2 separate regions of the Gossypium hirsutum genome follow, and region 1 is linked to region 2. A link is a contact called in public Hi-C data. All regions are on one chromosome and are shown on one strand. The core of a region is the stretch at or near the end of the contact, and the rest is flanking DNA. Distances in the headings are between cores, read along the strand shown.

Region 1 (2,899 bases), core at 195-2,694, 140 kb after region 2:
AACTAAGCAATATTTCATACAACTACTAGAATCATAATACTCAACACTTAATTACTTCCTCGAGACAAACATTCACGTCCCTAAGGATCAATCCTCACAATCGGTAACATGTACTCTCGCATTTTCATAGAATTAATCATGCATACCAGAAAGGGCCATGAGCATTGTGATGAGAAGGTGCAGAAGGAAGATGGACATTGTCAATGAATATCTCTGGAGGATGAACATTCACTTTGGAAGCATATTCTTCTTTTGCTGAATCCAGGACAGACTCCACCAAGGGCACATCATCTTTGCGACAGCGCAGTAAGACAGCAGGCTCTTTCAGCCTGACCAAACTCTGCAATAAACAACATACTTTCAGCATTCAACTGTACATGAAAATCATTCAATTCAAGAACTCCCAAGATTTTATCTAATGCTGCAATTTTGAAATATTTGCAAAAATGGTTTTATAATCTTGCCATTCACTGACCTGAACAATTACATCTTTCAAAAGCGTTCTGTACACATGGTGATCACGGCTCACGTTCAGAAGTTCCTTGGCTGCCGATTCTTTCATTTCATTAACCACATCATCTTGAGCTTGAAGGACCTTAATCCTAGATGCATTAAGCTGCATCGAATACTCACTGCAGCAACAGAATAAATCTTACTCTTATTTGTATCCTTCTATTATCCTACGTGTCAATTTTGCATCAAAACAAAAACTAAATTCTCTTGGCTGTCACATTAACTATCATTGTGAGCATCAACTTCTTCAATTTACTAGCTTCACCCAAATCACATTATAGTTTCAGATTACAAATTAAACCAGAGCCATCTCCGAATCTGACTACTTCTCAATTACTAATGTAAATCTCAGCTTGACTATAGAAATCCAGTATGATAAATCAGTTGAACTAAGCAGAATATTTAAAAAAAGATCAACTTACATTTTCTTTCGAACTTCGACTTGCTTCTCCTTTTTCTCGTACTCTTGCCTGATCTTCTTCTTCTCTGCCTCCACCAACTGGAGCTTCTCGATGTTGAATTCCTAAAACACCAATCGATTCACCATCAATTCATCGGAACATCCAAAATTCACAAAATTATAAGCCAGAAAGGGGGAAAAGAGAGAAAACGAATGAAAATTGAAATACCTCTTCCGCTGAAACAGAGATCTCGTTAGCCTTCTCCTCTGCTTCTTGGCGGATGAATCTCACCATCTGCTGGATCTGCCTGGAAACATCTCCGTCGTTCATTTTCGCGGGGATCCTGATTTGATCAGAAAATATTGTAGAATAAGATATTTTTATCTGATTCTCGATCAGAAAAGATTAAAAAAAAATGAAAGCGAACAGTGAAGGTAACCAGTTTTTATACGTGCTTCCCAGAGGTGTATGGTGAATGGCCGTTTGCTTAATTATTCACTTTTTAAGAGAAAAAAAGGGTCCCATTTATTTATGAACTACTATTATTTTGTAGTTATCCTCATAATGACGTGGGACATTTTCTGAGCGTACGATTTTCGAGAGTATCAAATTATCAACCTTCCGGTTATCGCCTAGTGTTTAGATTTTATTATATTTATATACTTATTAAATTATTTATACACAATTTTGTATTATTCAAATAAAATATTATTTGGTCTCAAATTTTAAATTTTTTGTGGTGATTGTGACACGGGTGACTCTAATGTGAAAAATTAAGACCAATTTTTTTTAATGGTTAATTGTTAAAGTTAACGATTAAAGAATTTTTTTTAAATATTTAATTAAGTGTAAAAAAAATTAAGGGCTTAATTGTTCTTTTTTAAATGCTTGTGTTTTTTTGATACATTTTGAAAGATTAAGTGTAAAAAAATAGGGGCTTAATTGATTTTTTTAAAAAAATTTGAGATTTTTTAAATGTATTTTAAAAGTTTAAATATCCAATTGAATGAAAAAAAAGATTTAATTATTTTTAAAAAAAAATTAAAAGCTTAAATACAACAAAAGTAATATAATTACAAATTCAAATAACTACAAATAGAATCAAATTATTATAATAACAGATTAAATGGATTAAAACTCACACGCATTACGAAACTCAAAAACCTTCATATTATTATATATATAATTGTGCATAACAAACCTCTACTATTTATCAATTAATTTAAAGGAAGTACCGTAAAAAGGTAAACTCACAACCGATCTGAACCGTTAGATGTATAACGACTTGATGGGTCTATTTTTAAAACGGGACGAAGCTTAAAATCAAACCCACTAAAATGGATCGCAGGCCTAGAATTTGATCGTTTAGATGATGATTTTGTATCTTTAATAAAAAAAGGGTTCTCTCTCCATCTGGTCCATTCTTATCTCGTAAAAACCAACCAAAATTAATATGAACCAAGGCCCACTTTTGTAGGTCTACCATCACAAATTGACTATCATATATGATATTTACACATGGCATGTAAGGCACCCTCCTGTGTTTTCCAATCATTAGTCCTTTTAATATTATTATTAACATCCAACAAAAAGCACACTTTTTATTATTAATAATAATAAACTACAGGTCAACAATGTGTTCATTGTATGTGTAGAATAATTGTTTAATTTGATTAAAATTGTTTAGTTCAACACTTGATTATAACATATAATGTATGGGAGAAATATATAAATTATCATAAATAGCAAAGAAAGGGGAAAAAAAAAGGGGGCTAAGAAAGGAGTGCTATATGAATACAAGTCACATGTTATCCATAAGTAAAGTTTGGTATTATATGCATGTATGTGTATATAATAATTGTTTGGGGTGAGGGTGGGGGTGGGGTGGGGGTGGGGGTGGGGGTGGAGTGAAGAAAGGCCCAATGAATAAGAAGAATTGAAAGGGAGGGCAAAGGACAATGACACAAGTTTTGATGAAAATAAAA
Region 2 (2,945 bases), core at 244-2,743:
TTGTTGCAAATTTTGTACCAAAGAAAGAACAAATGGTACTCAGAAAATGCATTGAATTTTATCATAAAAGCAGCTTAATAAACTCACATCTATGTGTTGACCCTTCTCCTCATTAGTAAGAAATCTAGTCTTATTCTTTGCATGACCATCACCTGCAGATGACATAATTGAACTTAGGTGTATTTGGCAGCTGTAAGACATGAAAAATGCATGTGACATGATCAAGAATGAGAATAATTAACCTACTTTAAAGAACATATATGTATATATGATCTGCATGGAAATGAAAATATACTTCATTCTCAACAAAAGATAAAAGGGCTTCTTTACATTTAGCCTGCCTGTTAGCACGCTTCTTATCGGAAATGAGCTTCCCATGTGAATGTGCTTGGCGAAAATCGAAGAAGTGAATTAACCCCCAGGCACATCCTGACTTGTACTTTTCATAGATTGCAGGGCTTTTAGGTGACAGCAAAGGGCTCTTAAGCACTGGGCTCCTAGGCAATCTCCTATCCATTTTGGGTGCTAACAGTGAGGCATTTTTATGTGTTTATTCAGAAATCTAAGCATAAGAACCTGGAAAAAAAAATCAAGTGAAGTTGTCAGTCAAATATTGCACATGACATCACCAAGAAAAAAACGACAAGACATTTGAATTTGAATGTTTTGCTAAGGTAAATCTACTTGAATGTGATGTAATCTTCATCATCTCATACTCATAACCCAGCAAAAGACCCTGAGTGAAGCAACCATGAGACTCACTGGCAATTAAATTAGAGGATAATGAAAATAAAAGTAGAACATCCAAAGCCATTTAAGATCCCAGAAAATGAAAATGGGGAAAGTAAAAATCTGCTAAACAGATAAATACTCAGAACCAGAGAGAGAGAGAGAATCAATCAGCATTGTTTCAAATATAGTAAAAACTATATCATTCTCTTCATGTTTGAACCAAAAGAAAAAGAAAAACCCATTCCATGCATTATTCATCATCTCCAAAAGTCAAATCAAAACCCAAACAAAGAAAAGAAAAAGAAAACTTAGTATCTTCATCTACCACATGAGCACTTGCCAGTTCTTATTATAGTGCTATTCTGGCACTGAGTTCATAATCACGAGTCAATGTAGCATTAAAGACAAACCATAGAATAGAAGAAAAAAAGGGAGAGTTAACTCAAAGCCGTAAAGGAGAGGGAACAAATAAATTAAAATAAAAAATTTGTGGGAAACCTGGTTCAAGGATGAAGAAACAAGAATGGCCGAGAGTTTAATATGACATTGACAAGTAATACAGTAATAAGGTTTGGAGATAGAGAGAGATGTATGAAATATTTACAAACACACGGTAATGGGGTAAAGTTTTTATAAACTTTGAAATGAAGCAAAATCTTTGAATCCTTTGTCTTCTTTATCGCTCTGCCTCTCTTTTTCTTCTCTCTCTGCAATTAAATCTTTCAACCATCATCACTGCTTGTTTCCCACATATTGCATGGTTGGATTTAAAAATTAAAAATTTACTTTCTTTTTATATTTTACAAATTTGTTTTTGGCTTAAAAGGAAATAATTTATTTATTTTTGTCAATATTATTTTTTTTAATTTTAAAATATGAGTTAATATTTAATGAATTGTAATTGAAAAATATTTCATTAGTATATTTATCTGTTTAGATATTATTATTGTATTAAACTTTTGAAAAGATTATATCTTACCGTCAAACCTTAAAAATTCTTACAAATCGTAGCATAAATGCAACAACTTGTCTTTGATAATAATATTATTTAGTACATTATCGGGTGTCATATTATCCTATCTGACTCATTTAATTGAAATATAATATTTTGTTATTTGATTAACGGAAGCAACATTATTTTAATGCATGTTTTACTATTTTGTTCTTAACTATGAACAAAATCAATACAATAATGATATACAAAATGTTAAAATAATGAAAAACTTGCTTATAATAAATTAAAAATTAATATAATATTATGCTAAAAATACTAATATAATATAAATATATAATTAACGGAATAACACAATTCGAATTTTAGAGATAATATTATTGAGAAGAGGCCGTCATAAATCTTCAAAAGACTTAATATTTATAGATAGTAAAATAACATGGAAGATACCTTAATTATAAAAATATACATAGATAAGTATTAAATTTTATCGATTAATAACAATTAAGGTTGTCGTGATCCTACTTGATTAGGTTGCAAATAAAATGAGCTTATATCTTAAACATATATAAATTCTAGCTTTTCCTTGGATCTTTTTACAACTATAATTCATATTGGTCAATAAATGTTAAAATTAAAATTGTATTTTATGATTAAAGTAAAATATGTAAGAGATTGCATATATTCATTACAATATACAAAATGAATTCGTTATTATTATTTTTATTTGATAAAACATTTTTTTTAAAAAAGCATAAAAATATGCATATCATTCTTTCTGAGCCTTATGTTATTTAAGAAATAGATGGTAATTCGATTACTAAAATAGTGGGAATATAAAATTATTGACTTAAAAATAATATTCAAAATCCAAATGGAAAATTTCATTCGAAAATTTTTAAATTTTAAATTTAGCTCCTAATTTAGTCATTTTATTTTTTAATTCAATGACATCTTTTAAATTAAATTATATGGTAGCTTTAAAGTGGTTTTCGTATGAAAGCTGTGTAAGAAAAATACATATTAACTTTCACCCCGCTCCTTTAAAACAATATTGATGAATATTACAATCCGAGAATCAAAAAAAAAAAAAAAACCTCACAATGAGATTTAATATTTTTTATTTGTTTATTTGGCCTTCAACGTATATAATATTAGTTACGAGTTTTTTTTTAATTATCACTTAATTTAATTTAACGAAAGTTCTTTAATGATATTATCCACCAGACATTAATTACTAAATTAATGGAAAAACTAAATT

The links. Hi-C and Micro-C count contacts between places; a contact is called where the count stands out from the background.
Region 1: a Hi-C map of leaf shows a contact between it and region 2, with 2.8 times the contacts expected there. The contact joins the promoter of LOC107931946 here to the promoter of LOC107931931 in region 2. A contact is called at or near these places in 2 of 34 Hi-C or Micro-C datasets (both in leaf).

The regions. Positions count from the first base shown.
Region 1 is chrA12:104,957,467-104,960,365 of Gossypium_hirsutum_v2.1, forward strand. It overlaps LOC107931946 (V-type proton ATPase subunit E-like), which reads right to left and starts at 1,445. Exons shown (of 8, transcript XR_005906515.1): 1 at 1,354-1,445; 2 at 1,143-1,257; 3 at 936-1,036; 4 at 476-632; 5 at 147-340.
Region 2 is chrA12:104,816,538-104,819,482 of Gossypium_hirsutum_v2.1, forward strand. It overlaps LOC107931931, which reads right to left and starts at 1,494. Exons shown (of 7, transcript XM_041083564.1): 1 at 1,337-1,494; 2 at 331-576; 3 at 88-152. The coding sequence starts at 517.